2 separate regions of the Mus musculus genome follow, and region 1 is linked to region 2. The links are chromatin contacts, called in public Hi-C maps. All regions are on one chromosome and are shown on one strand. Each heading gives the region's core, a stretch centred on a gene start, on an enhancer-like site or on the middle of the called end of the contact. The rest is flanking DNA. Distances are from core to core; before and after follow the strand shown. Region 1 overlaps Gm51643 (a long non-coding RNA gene). Region 2 holds the start of Eif2d (eukaryotic translation initiation factor 2D).

Region 1 (5,957 bases), core at 213-2,712, 35 kb after region 2:
GAGAGCAAGGGGGCAGTGCTGCAGTAGATTCAAGGAGCCATGGCTAGGGCTGGCGAGATGGCTCAGCGGGTAATAGCTCTGACTGCACATCTGAAGGTCCCGATCTCAAGTCCCAGCAACCACATGGTGGCTCACGACCATTTGTAATGGGATCTGACACCCTCTTCTGGTGTGTCTGAAGACAGCTAAGGTGTACATATATATATATATATGTATATATATGTGTGTGTGTGTGTGTGTGTGTGTGTGTGTATTTTTTAAAGGAGCCATGGCTAGCACAGAGGTCACGCATGAAAAGTCAGGGCCCATTGTCCAGTTCCTTACCAGAAGGTTGGATTTTTCAAGTTAGACTGGGCCTTCGCCCCACTTTCCCATCAAAAATCCAAACAAAACAAATGTAACGGTCAAATCCCTGATGTTTGCATATGTATCTGGCAAGGAAAGTATTGAAGGAGAGGAAAAGAATAATTTGATATTTTAGGAACTATTCTAACACTTCATGGAGATTGTGTCTAAGGCTAGGGACAAATGCCTGTTTTCTTGAGTTGGAGATTTAAGGGTTAAGTGGAGGTCTGGGACATAGGCAGACTGAGGGACACGAGGTCCTGGGGTATAATCAATAAACTTGTCAGAGGCAAGGGAGGGCCCATGGATGGTATGGAGCAGGTTATGTGGAGTCTGTGGAATGGAGCTGGGTAGAGTGTGGAAGATGCCCTGTAGATACTGGGCCTAATCCCTAAGAGGGGGCAGCTCAGAGACTATAGAATGTGGACCAGGATAGGAAACCCTTAAGGAATAGTGAAGGGGCTGGAGGGGTGACAGCTGGTGACTTGCTGCTCTCAAAGAGGAACAGAGTTCTCCTCCTGGCACCTGTGTTGGCATCCACATTGGGTGGCTCACGTTGGCTTATAATGCCAGGGGCCTGACTCCCTCTTCTGGTCTTCTCTGGCACTGACACACAAATGCATGTACCTGTGTGTGTACAGTGTTTGAGTGTGTCCACAGATACACACACACACATAGATAGAAATAAGATAAATCTTAAAAAAAATAGGCACCCTGATGCGCCCAAGGGCCAAGCACATAAGGAAGAGAGAGAGTTTGTTGGAATCCTGAGGAGCCCTGGCTGTGGGTGAGGATGTAAGAGAGGGCTGCCCACTCGCCAAAGCTTCACTCTGGTGGAGGAAGGAGGCCCTGCCGTCTTTGGGCTGTGTGGGGACCCAGAAGAATAAAGAACCCGATTTCACTTTCTCTCATCTTCACGCAACAGTAAGAATTCACTGGATTCATAAGCCTGGGAAGTTCAGCTCCATGGGCTGAACACACCTCCCACTCGCAGCAAGCCCTTATCCCACGTAGGCATAGAAGTCGGATGTGTTTGATAAGGTCTAATATTAGTCTGAGCAAACTTTTAGAAAACCACAGAGGCGGGAGTGACTAATAGCCTCAGGCAGGTGACTGCCGAGTAGTGCCCTTAACGAGAAGGATTTGTCATGCAAGGAAGGGAATTCCTGACACACAACTTGAAATGTGTAGGAACAGCAAAAAGCAAAAAAAAACGCTCCGGAGCTGCAGAGAAGGCTCAGGGTTTAAGAGGGTGTACTGTTCTTGCTGAGGACTGGTCTTCAATTCCTCGTGTCAGACAGCTCACAACCTCCTAAAACTCAAGTTCCGGTGCCTCTGGCCTCAGGGTCACCATCTCTCACGTGACTGTACACCCACAAAGACCCCCTCCCCAGTGTATGTGTGCAATTAAACCAAATAACAAAACTTTAAAAATGTGACAAAGAGTGGCCAGAGCAGAGGACGCAGGAGGAAGAGAAGCTGGAGAGGGGTTTAGCTTGCATCAAACAACATACCTCCAAGTAAGGAGCACGTCGGTTGTGCAGACAAGGAACCAGAGGGGGTCCTAACGTGGCAGTAGAGGGATGGCTTTTCCAATTCACTAGCAGGAAGCAATGTTTGCACAAGTACCATCCAGGACCTGGGATGGGATCCACCTCTCACCTCCCCATCCTCACTTCTACCACATACCCCACCTCTTACCCCCCCTCCTCACCTCTACCACACCTCCACCTCTCACCTCCCCATCCTCACTTCTACCACATACCCCACCTCTCTCTTCTCCCTCCTCACCTCTACCACACCCCCACCTCTCACCTCCCCATCCTCACCTCTACCACACCCCCCACCTCTCACCTCCCCATCCTCACCTCTACCACACCCCCCACCTCTCACCTCCCCATCCTCACCTCTACCACACCCCCCACCTCTCACCTCCCCTTCCTCACCTCTACCACACCCCCCACCTCTCACCTCCCCATCCTCACCTCTACCACACCCCCCACCTCTCACCTCCCCATCCTCACCTCTACCACACCCCCCACCTCTCACCTCCCCATCCTCACCTCTACCACACCCCACCTCTCACCTCCCCTTCCTCACCTCCTCTCTGCACAAACCTGTTGTCATCTAAAGCTCATCACAGCTCTGACTTGGCATCAAGCTGTCAAGGCTCACTGAGCTGAATGTGTCTCTGGTTCTAGGATGAGGTGGATCAAGAGCACCCAGGAAGCCTGTTTACTAGTCACTTTCAGGTACTATAGGAAAATGAGGGAGGCTGTGAACTTTATAAATGGGGGAGCTGTAAGTCAGGGAGCAGGGCAGTGTTGTATGTTGAGCTTCTGGCTGACACTCCTGGGTGAGTTAGCTCCATTACAGTTGTGACTTTGAGACAGAGAGATGTATTGATTAGACAGCACCTAGGGCCGAGGCTCGTCTTGCCTGTTCATAATGACCTCACACTAGACCAAATGAGGGGTTTGTGAAAGCAGCTGAAGACACAGCATCAGTGATCCAAGTGCACTCTCTCAAGGTCTCGGCGCCCGCCCGTTACCTTACTAGACTCGCAACACAGGAGGTGCCACACCTAAGCTGTATCTAAATCATAGCGTCCTTCCTCCAACTTTGGCCCCATCCTCAAACAGGACAACAGGAGAACCGGATGGACCCTGCCGAGGCAGGTGGGACTTGGGAGCTGATAATCCTAGAAACAGCATGCAGCTCCAGAGATTTTCAGTCTTCCTGGTGTTCTTTTCCAAACGTTGTGGCTATTCCCCCCAGGCCTGATAGCTGAAGAACACTAAAAATAGGCCAGCTCATTTCAATTTAATTAGCCATTCCTCTGAGATCGCCAGATGGAACGAAGCAAAGACAGATGCGCTGGGGGCATCAGAAGTGGGAGTCGGTTCTAAATGTGGTTTTTGTGAGCCCAGACAAAGGCACGCTGCAGCCTGCGGGGACCACAGTCTGGCTGTTGCTCCTAGGTGCTGGCCAGGCACTGGGGAGAGCTGGTGGGTGAGGAGGGTTGGTAGGGGGTCTGCGGCTGGGGCAGGGGCAGAGAAGAGGCTCCAGGCCTCGGGAAAGCAGGCTACTTCCTCCTCAGGCTCGAATGTGTGGTCCCTGTGGAGGCACCTGCTTGTCTAGCTCCCGTCTTAGGGGTCTGTGGACAGGAAACATCCCACAGCAAGAAAGGGTTGGGATTGCCGCCAAGTGAGGTGAGGACTCTATTTCTGGAGCCCTTAAGAGTGGGAGAAACTGCCAGTTCCCCGGGGTCAGATATTTTCCTTATCTGAAAACAGGGTGACGTGCACAAAGTAAAATCAGGCAGCTCTTGGACAAAAGGGGTGGTGGTGGTGGTGGTGTTAAAAGGCCCTTAGAGGGCTGGTGAGATGGCTCAGTGGGTAAGAGCACCCGACTGCTCTTCCGAAGGTCCAGAGTTCAAATCCCAGCAACCACATGGTGGCTCACAACCATCTGTAACAAGATCTGATGTCCTCTTCTGGAGTGTCTGAAGACAGCTGCAGTGTACTTACATATAATAAATAAATAAATCTTTAAAAAAAAAAAAAAAAAAAAAAAAAAAAAAGGCCCTTAGAACCCAGAATTTATGCCCTTAACCAGCGGCTTCATAGTGCATAAAAGACCAGCGGTGTGGAACAAGTGCTCCCCCTGGTGGTGCACATAGGGATAAGCTTACCAGACGCACTTCATTAGTTTATTCAGCCATTCTCTATGTGATACAGTTTGTTCCCAAAACTCCAAACAAACGAATATGAGCCTGATGTGTGAATTAAGGATCGATCTCAGCTCTTTCTAGTTTCCCCTCCCCCTTTCTTCCCTTCTTTTCCCCCTCCGCCCCTCATTGATGGTTAGTCCCAAGCCAAGGGCATTTTTCTCATTTTGCAGGCTCATGTGAGCTATGATTTCATTGACTCCAGGATGAAGGCTGTGTGTGTCACTTTTCCTTTTGGCTCTCCTCCAAGGAGAAGAAATGGCCTTTTGTAACACCTTCGTGCAGCTTAGCTGGAACCTGAAGAATTGCTAGATTCCATACCCATGCTCTGGGGAGGCTGGGAGGAAGGATATTAACCACTGACCGAGAGCTCTGCTTTTGGTCCTGATGCCAGGGAGTGGTCTTCTCTGCTCAAAGCCAGCATCTCTGGCATTCATGCCTGGTCCTGTACTCCATGCTCCTCCTGGGTGACAGCCTTCTTTCAACCCGATCACGCATTACTTTACCGGCTGTCCAAGGTTGGCTGTCAGGAAAGGACGAGGGACCTGGGATTGTGGCACATAAACTGTGAAGACACTCCAAGATGTCTGTGCCCACTTGCCATGGTTCTTACAACCACAGAGCCATCCTCATCCTGGAGGTTTGTCCTTAGACTTCTCACTAGATGGAATCCTGTATCTGCCAGATACTGGGTGCCATGGATGAGAAACAACCCTGTGGAACCAATTCATGTTCTCCTTTAGGTAGACACTCTGTGGCTGAGTTTCTTTTGTTTTTGAGCTTGCAGACCAAGGTCTAGCTATTGCTTTCAGGCACCAGAAATGGCAGAGAGTCCTCCCCTCTGCTCCTCTTCTTCCCCGTTTCCCTGCTCACTCCTCCTCCCCTCATCCTCCTGCCTCCTTTGTCTTCCCCCTTCCTTTTTCTTCCCTCCTCTCATTCTTCTCCCTCCCCTCCTTCCCACCCCTCTTCTCCTTCCCCACCCTCCCATACCTTCCTCCCCTCCTCCCCCTTTCCTCCTCCCCCTTCCTTCCCCCTCCCTCTTCATCTCCCCTTCTTTCCTCTCTCCCCTTTCTTAGTGTCCCCTCCCCCACCTTCCGTCCCATGCTCCCCCCCCCACTCCACTCCCCTCTCCAGTAGGCGTATGTTTGAAAGTAGAATTGCATAGTATATTACAAGTTTTAAAGCATTGACTTCAGGTTGTTGAGATGGCTTGTAGGTTAAGGCACTTGCTGCCAAACCTGACAACGTGAATTTGATCCCATCTATCCCATAGGATAGAAGGAGAGAATAGATCCCAGAAAGCTGTTTTCTAACTCCACATGTGTGCTGTGGCTCATGTATGTGCACCTGTGGCTTATGTATGTCCGTATTTGTATGCACACATACACACACACACAAGAAATAGATACAAATGTAATACAAATTTTAAAGTTAATTTTTGAGGTTACTTTCAACATTTTTTTCTTTTTTGCTATAGCAAAACATATAACATGAGCTTTATCGTTGTTTTACAGGGCACGAATCTGCCCTGAGTAGCACAGAGTTGTGCAGCTCTCAGGATGCCCTGTCTCTAGAAGTTTCATCTATTCTCCACAGAAACTGTACAAGGCCTGTCTTCAGCTTAAGTCTGTATGAGAAACTGCTGGAGTCACTCTGTAATTTCTTGGTGCCTTGAGCAGATAATTGGTGGCCACCACACCACACTCCAGGCTTCTCCAGATCCTAACAACAGGCAAGGCTGTGGCCTCTTCACTGTCCTGCAGTCACAACATCTGTAGGGGTCGATATCATCCCTTTCCACAGCAGAGCCACAGCTAATCTTTATACCCTAGCTCTGGGCCAGACAGAAATTTGCTACTCCATATAAAGGAGGGCATCTGTC
Region 2 (6,507 bases), core at 1,249-3,748:
TGGCACAGAGGTCGCCTTGCTGTACTTGAGGAAGACCAGTAGGGGGCACCACTACCCCTGGCAGCATCAAATCTGTTGCAAATAGAATTTAATGTCATTTTCATTTTTAACTTTATCATACATGTGTCAAAGAAACATGTATCAATTACATTATTCATGGTGAACATGGCAACTTGAGAATCAACCCTCCATTTCAGGTCTCACAAATGAGAGACCAAGTTCTACGTGCTAAAGTTCCTGAATGATTTAAAGTCCAGCACGGGGCAGATCACAAACTGAGAATCAGAGATGTCCAGGAAACTCAGAAACATTGGAAGAATAACACAAAGACATACACACCAGAAGTGGATACAGTTTTACATAAAAACACAAGAAATGAGTAGCCTTATAAGGTGGCAGATAATTACTGAAGAGATTTCAAGCAATAACTGGAATATAGAAAAGTTCTCTTACCTGCTCCCCCGACCAGTTTTTCCAATACCAGAGGCCATGTTATAAAAGTTGGTAGAATATCCGGATAGGCCCACAGTGTGTACACTGTACCAAGAGACCCAGGAAATACTTATTAACAAACACTCTCTGCTGGAGATCTAGAAATGCCAAGCACTGTGCTCACTTTAACTAGAATTCAGAAAGAAAAATAAAACATGTCGGGCAGTGGTGGGGCACACCTTTAATCCCAGCACTTGGGAGGCAGAGGCAGGCGGATTTCTCAGTTTGAGGCCAGCCTGGTCTACAGAGTGAGTTCCAGGACAGCCAAGACTACACAGAGAAACCCTGTCTTAAAAAAAGAGAGAGAGAGAGACTCTAACTAGGAAAACCCACTATGAAGCAGCTCAGGGGAAGTGTGTGACTGACACAGCTTAGTCCTGAGCGTACATTTTCTCCACTGTGTTAAGAAAAAGCCTTTTACAGATGGTTTACGCCATATTTTCTTTACATGCTCTAAAATTCCACCTTTGGCAACACTTCAGCACTCTTCCCAATACCCCCAGCTCCTTTCTCTCAGAACTTTGCACTGCCATTTTTCCATGTGTTTTGGGTTTTTTTTGGGGGGGGGGCCGGGGGTTTCGTTTGTTTCTTATCCCTCTTACGGTGAAAAGGTCAATTCTGGAAACACTAGGTCCCAGAAGATCCTTAGGAATAGTATTGGGAAATTCTGTGTTTATTTCATTTGAAAAGGTATGTTTATGGGGGAAAACAAAAACAAATATCACACCAAATCAACAGAGAATAACGTGTTTCACCAGGGCTGCAGTCTGGGCATTTCATCTGGTTACCATACCTGTTGGATACAAATTTTTCTCCAGTTCAAATAGGATGGGGTTACCACCACTCGTGTACACAGTCACCGAATCCCCTTTGTGAACATACAACTTCACAACATTTAGCTCTTCCTTTCCAGGTATCAATTCAGAGATCTGATCTGTTCCCAGGGCAGGGAAAGCAGCTGTCACATCGGCCCGGAGCTTTCTCCTGCAGAAAGCACACCAGCACGATGCACATTAATAAATACAGACATTCAGAATGACTATACAAATCATAAAGACTGAAGAAAGACTGCCTGGTTCGTGATGCCCCCTTCTCAGCTTTTCCAAATCCTATTATCTGTCTTATTCATTATTCTCAAGACCTCCTGGGCATATTATTCCATCGGAACACCTATTTTCACTAAGCAACCAAAGTTAGTCTTTAGAAAGTCATTGGAAACACAGATGACCTCACATGCTGTCCCCACTCCTGTCTTAGACTGGTTGGCAATCTGTCAACCTCTCATTAAAAGGCTACTATGGCACCAAGAATGATACCTAAAGAAAGCTGGCTCCAAAATCCCTGCGGAGCTATCCGTGTCTACGACACTGACTTAAAAAGGAGAGTTAACATCTCTCCTTACCACAGCTTTCTTAGGCTCTGCCACCTCAGGGCACGGACCTCTCCGACACCAGTCTCTCCGGCCAGGAATAATCGTTTAGGCGTTTCCCCCCCCCCCCCTATACTTTTAGTTTTGGTACACCATCTGAGTTCTCCCATGGACTCTAAACTCCATGGAGGACTTATATTCCCTCATTTTACATCTCCCACAAAACCTAGCTTGAGCCCAGTACACGCTAACTCAACTTTATTGTCCAAAAGACCAGCTGGAAGATAAAAAGAGACACCCCCACACCTTATCCTCAAAAATGTTTCTAACACCCCTGCTTGGCTCCCTGGGGTCTCTATGTGCAGCCCTACAAGTGTAGGAGCCTCGCTAGGCTAAGCAAAAGTATTCTCTCCCTCACCTGTCCGAGCCCTTGATGGCTGTGTTGGACTTGACCCGAAAGGCCTTAGCGAACATGTCTGCTGGAGTAGCTCAGGAAAGACAAGAAGAGCACAGACGCCAGGGGCGGTCAACAAAACGAAGGAGTGGCGGCTCCCGGACCCTCAACCCTGGAGGCAGCCATGCTGAGACTCGGCGCCAAAAAACAGCCTGCTAGGAACCCGGCCCTAGCCCTGATGCTGGCCCGGAACTGACGCAGCGCCAGGTGGGGAGGGGCGGGACAGACTCCGGAACTTCCGCTCCCGCTCTTCCACTTGGAACCGGGTGTACCTAGGAGCCTGCGGGTCTGTAGTTAGGGACGCCAGTTGTGCAAACAACGTCTTAGTTCTATTCTTTCTGCTCCATCCGCTTTAGATACGGCGTTGAGAAGAAACTGCCTGATTGCAGTCTATTCGACATGCGTCAAGTCCACAAAATGAACTGAGTTCATATTTTATTTTTTGAATTCATATATTATTAAACTTGCAGGTTTCATTGAATGCTGGTTCGCCCTCTTTTTAAAAATGCTTTTAAATGCTTAAAGGCTTTTATTTATCCATATCTTTATATGGTATTACAAACTAAAGGCTTCAGCTAGGATTTTTTTTTTTTTCCTCCTTGACGTTTAATTTGCACGCTGTAATAATAGCAGCAACAAGGAATACACTCCACCCTGGATTCGGTTTTGCCCAGGCTACTAGTAACAAAGTTCAATAACAAAGATGGGGCTTCCCTCAGAGAAACAACTGTGTACTCTACGGACAAGGATTTAAACTTAGGTTTAAATTAAACTTAAACCTAGGTTGCTTATGTTCTATTAAACTAGCGTTTGCATATCAGCTCTTCGGAGCAGAGTGCCCTTTCACTAACCGTAACCATTATCATAGTCGTCGTCATCATCATCATCATCCTAGTTGCTAAACTAATTTCACATTGATTGTCCAAAGTGCCTGGCAATCTCTACCTGTCATATACTAGGGCCTAGTTGCTAGCCTCAACTTCTACACCTCTGAGCCTCCAGACTTTTATTAGAAGCACCTCACCCCAAACCAAAGGCAGAGGAGCCTAGAGGAAAGCATTACCTGCAGACTCCTGTTCCTTGGACTGCTATGAAGTCACATTTAGGATATGTACCACCGAGTGTTTGTGGTCTGGAGAACTGAAGAAAATTTTAGGGGAATACTAGACATTTCAAACTGGGGAAACTATTGTAGATCCGAAGATGTCGATTGCCTTCCTAGAAATTAATGGCCAATAAGTAGGAGCCAAGATTCAGAGACATAGGCACTGCCACACCCAGTCTCTCCTAATCAAGAGCATAAATCCATACATGCTGGTTAGTTCTTTTGTGGAATTGACAAAAGCTAGAGTCATCTGAGGAGTGGGAGCCTCAGTGGAGACAATGCCTCCGTGGGAGACTGAGCTGTAGGCAAGTCTGTAGGGCATTTTGACTAAGGATTGGTGTAGAAAGGTCTAGCCCATTGTGGGTGGTGCCATCCCTGGGCAGGTGGTCCTAAGTTGTGTTAGAAAGCCAGCTGATCAAGCCAGTATGCAGCAGTTCCCCTATGGTTTCTGCTGCATTTCCTACCCTAACCTCCCTCAGTGTTGGACCTCTTACTGGAATGTATAAGCCAAATAAGCCCTTACCTCCTGGCTTAGGGTTTCTATTCCTGCACAAAAAGCATGACCAAGAAGCAAGTTGGGGAGGAAAGGGTTTATTCATCTTATACTTCCACATTGCTGTTTATCATCAAAGGAAGTCAGGACTGGAAGTCAAGCAGGTCAGGAAGCAGGAAATGACACAGAAGCCATGGAGGGATGTTACTGGCTTGCTTCCCCTGGCTTGCTCAGCAGACTCTCTTATAGAACCCAAGACTACCAGCCCAGGGATGGCACCACCCACAAGTGGCCCTCCCACCTTGATCACTCATTGAGAAAATAACTTATAGCTGGATCTCATGGAGGCATTTCCTCAAGGGAGGCTCCTTTCTCTGTGATAACTACAGCTGTGTCAAGTTGACACAAAACTAGCCAGTACACCTCCCCAAAGGTGATTTTAGTCAGTGTTTTATTGCAGGAACACAAAGTAACTAATTCATCCCACATTTTCTGCCTGCATCATGAGTTGCCTTCTGCCTATGAGGACTCTCATGCTGGAGAGCTGGCTGAAAACAAGCCAGCAACCAGCATCCCTTAACAACTCCAGTGTTCCTCAAAGGGTTCTCAGATTATCATCTCCTCTTGGCCAAAATTTCAGAATTGCAGAGCAAGGTGAAGGAAAACTCTGTGTGTGTGTGTGTGTGGTGTGTGTGTGTATGTGTGTGTGTGTGTGTGTGTGTGTGGTGTGTGTGTGTGTGTGTGTGTTATCTAGAGCCTTTCATATGGTAGGTGAGTACTTTACCATTGAGCTATATCCAGCTGTTTATTGTATGTATGTATGTTGTAGTGGCTATTTCTGGTTGTCAACTTGACTATATTGGAATGAATTACAATCCAGAATTGGAAGGCTCACCAGTGACCCTTATCTGGAGGCTTGGAGATCCTTATGTGGATCTTGGTATGGAGATCTTGAGCCATAGTGGCTATGGATTCCAGAAGATTGAATCTCGGAGTTTAAGGAACACACCTTTAATCTGGGCTACACCTTTCATCTGGAATTAAAGGTGTGGTGGAACACACCTTTAATCTGGGCTACACCTTCTGCTGGAGACAATATAAGGACATTGGAAGAAGGGAGTCTAGCTCTTGCTCCTTCGCCTGCTTGCTCCGTGAGCCTGAGTAACTGCTAGATCCTTGGACTTCCATTCACAGCTGCGACTGAATCATTGTTGGGAATTGGACTGTTGACTGTAAGTCATCAATAAATTCCTTTACTATCTAGAGACTATCCATAAGTTCTGTGACTCTAGAGAACCCTGACTAATACATATGTACATATGTATTTTTTGTCCAGGTTGACCTTGAACTCATTCTGTGGCCCAGGCATGCATTAAACTTGTGATTCTCCTGTCTCAGCCTCCCAACATAGCTGGAATTACAGCATTACAACTACTAAGAGTGAAATTTGCTGGAAGGGGGTTAATCTCCACAAATTACACTAGACAGGAACAGAGCTGTAACATAGATTACTTACAAGAACAAGGGATATTTTGAAGCAACCACAGGTTAGAAGAGAGATTCCTTTTTTTTTAAGCCTCCAATGTGTTTATAGAAAGAAAAAGAGGTATAATGTGGGTGTGGTGAGGTGTGGGGGGAAAGGTGTGTCTCAGCGGGCCCATGCCTAGGCATCCCGTTGGCTTCCTGAGAGACCAGACACACACGACCTTATAGTATAGAATAGAGTTTATTCAGGGCATGGGGAAGGGAATTAAGAGGGTAGTAGAAAGCTGGGCTTGGTGGCGCACGCCTTTAATCCTAGCACTTGGGAGGTAGAGGCAGGTGGATTTCTGAGTTTGAGGCCAGCCTGGTCTACAAAGTGAGTTCTAGGGAAGCCAGGGCTGCAGAGAAACCCTGTCTCGAAAAACCAAAAATAAACCAAACCAAACCAAAACAAAACAAAACAAAAAGAGGGTAGTAGAAGCAGAGAAAGGCAGAGAGGGATAGAGAAGTAGAGGCTGGCCATGGCCATGTGGAGGGAGGGGAAAGGGTGGGGGGAGGGAAGAGCCCAAAGGCAAGAGAGGGAGGAGGGGGCAAGCAGCCCCTTTTATAGTGGGTCAGGCCTACCTGGCTGTTGCCAGGTAACAGTGGGGTGGAGTTTAGACAGAATGCTAACAGCCTCCCTCTCCTCTCCCTAATGAATTCCAACAAAGAGAGTACAATTGTCTTAATTAGATGAAGCAACTGCTTAGGCTCTGTGCTTTTATTAAGGTAAGGACAAGGCTTGCCATGAAAACCTAGAAACTTGAGTTTGATCCCTGGATTCCATGTAAAGGTGGAAGGAGACAAATCATATTAAAGAGCTTTCCTTCGGTCTCTACACACGCACCATGGTACCCATGTATGTACCACACGTGAATCAAAAACACCCACATGACAATCAACACAAAATAAGAGGAACCCAGTCTTCTCTCAGGGAGCTCGCCCTCTGTCGAGTGGCATGCATGTCCTTTTGGGCTCCCAAGCCCTTTAGTCCTTTACTAAGTCTTCTCGGTGCTTCTGCCTAAACCCAAGATCCCTGGAAACACAGAATGTTGTAGTTTATATTTCGTGTG

The links. A called contact is a pair of places that touch in the nucleus more often than the background predicts.
Region 1: a contact with region 2 is called in a Hi-C map of the G1E-ER4 cell line, with 4 times the contacts expected there. The contact joins the enhancer-like site here to the promoter of Eif2d in region 2. A contact is called at or near these places in 30 of 39 promoter capture datasets (the 3T3-L1 cell line, 3T3-L1-derived adipocytes, the C10 cell line and 20 more), 10 of 15 datasets of contacts at CTCF or cohesin (CD8 T cells, the G1E-ER4 cell line, the NIH/3T3 cell line and 6 more), 252 of 484 Hi-C or Micro-C datasets (the 3T3-L1 cell line, 3T3-L1-derived adipocytes, the 4T1 cell line and 125 more), 35 of 115 datasets of contacts at active chromatin or transcription factors (CD8 T cells, the HPC-7 cell line, Th17 cells and 19 more) and 5 of 9 other capture datasets (adipose tissue, embryonic stem cells, liver and 2 more).

Annotation. Positions count from the first base shown.
Region 1 is chr1:131,114,191-131,120,147 of GRCm38.p6, reverse strand. It overlaps Gm51643 (a long non-coding RNA gene), which reads right to left. Exons shown (of 2, transcript XR_003947991.1): 2 at 4,241-4,598. Among named protein-coding and RNA genes, the nearest start is that of Gm51643, 4.4 kb to the right of the region's middle. Within about 2 kb of position 1,462, at least 42 of the 459 cell types and tissues checked have an H3K27ac peak or open chromatin away from gene starts, as enhancers often do. A contact at or near this core is called in the 4T1 cell line, the Ba/F3 cell line, the G1E-ER4 cell line and 4 more, where this site is marked.
Region 2 is chr1:131,149,198-131,155,704 of GRCm38.p6, reverse strand. It overlaps Eif2d (eukaryotic translation initiation factor 2D), which reads right to left and starts at 2,498. Exons shown (of 15, transcript NM_001136070.1): 1 at 2,280-2,498; 2 at 1,286-1,476; 3 at 454-537; 4 at 1-72. The coding sequence starts at 2,335.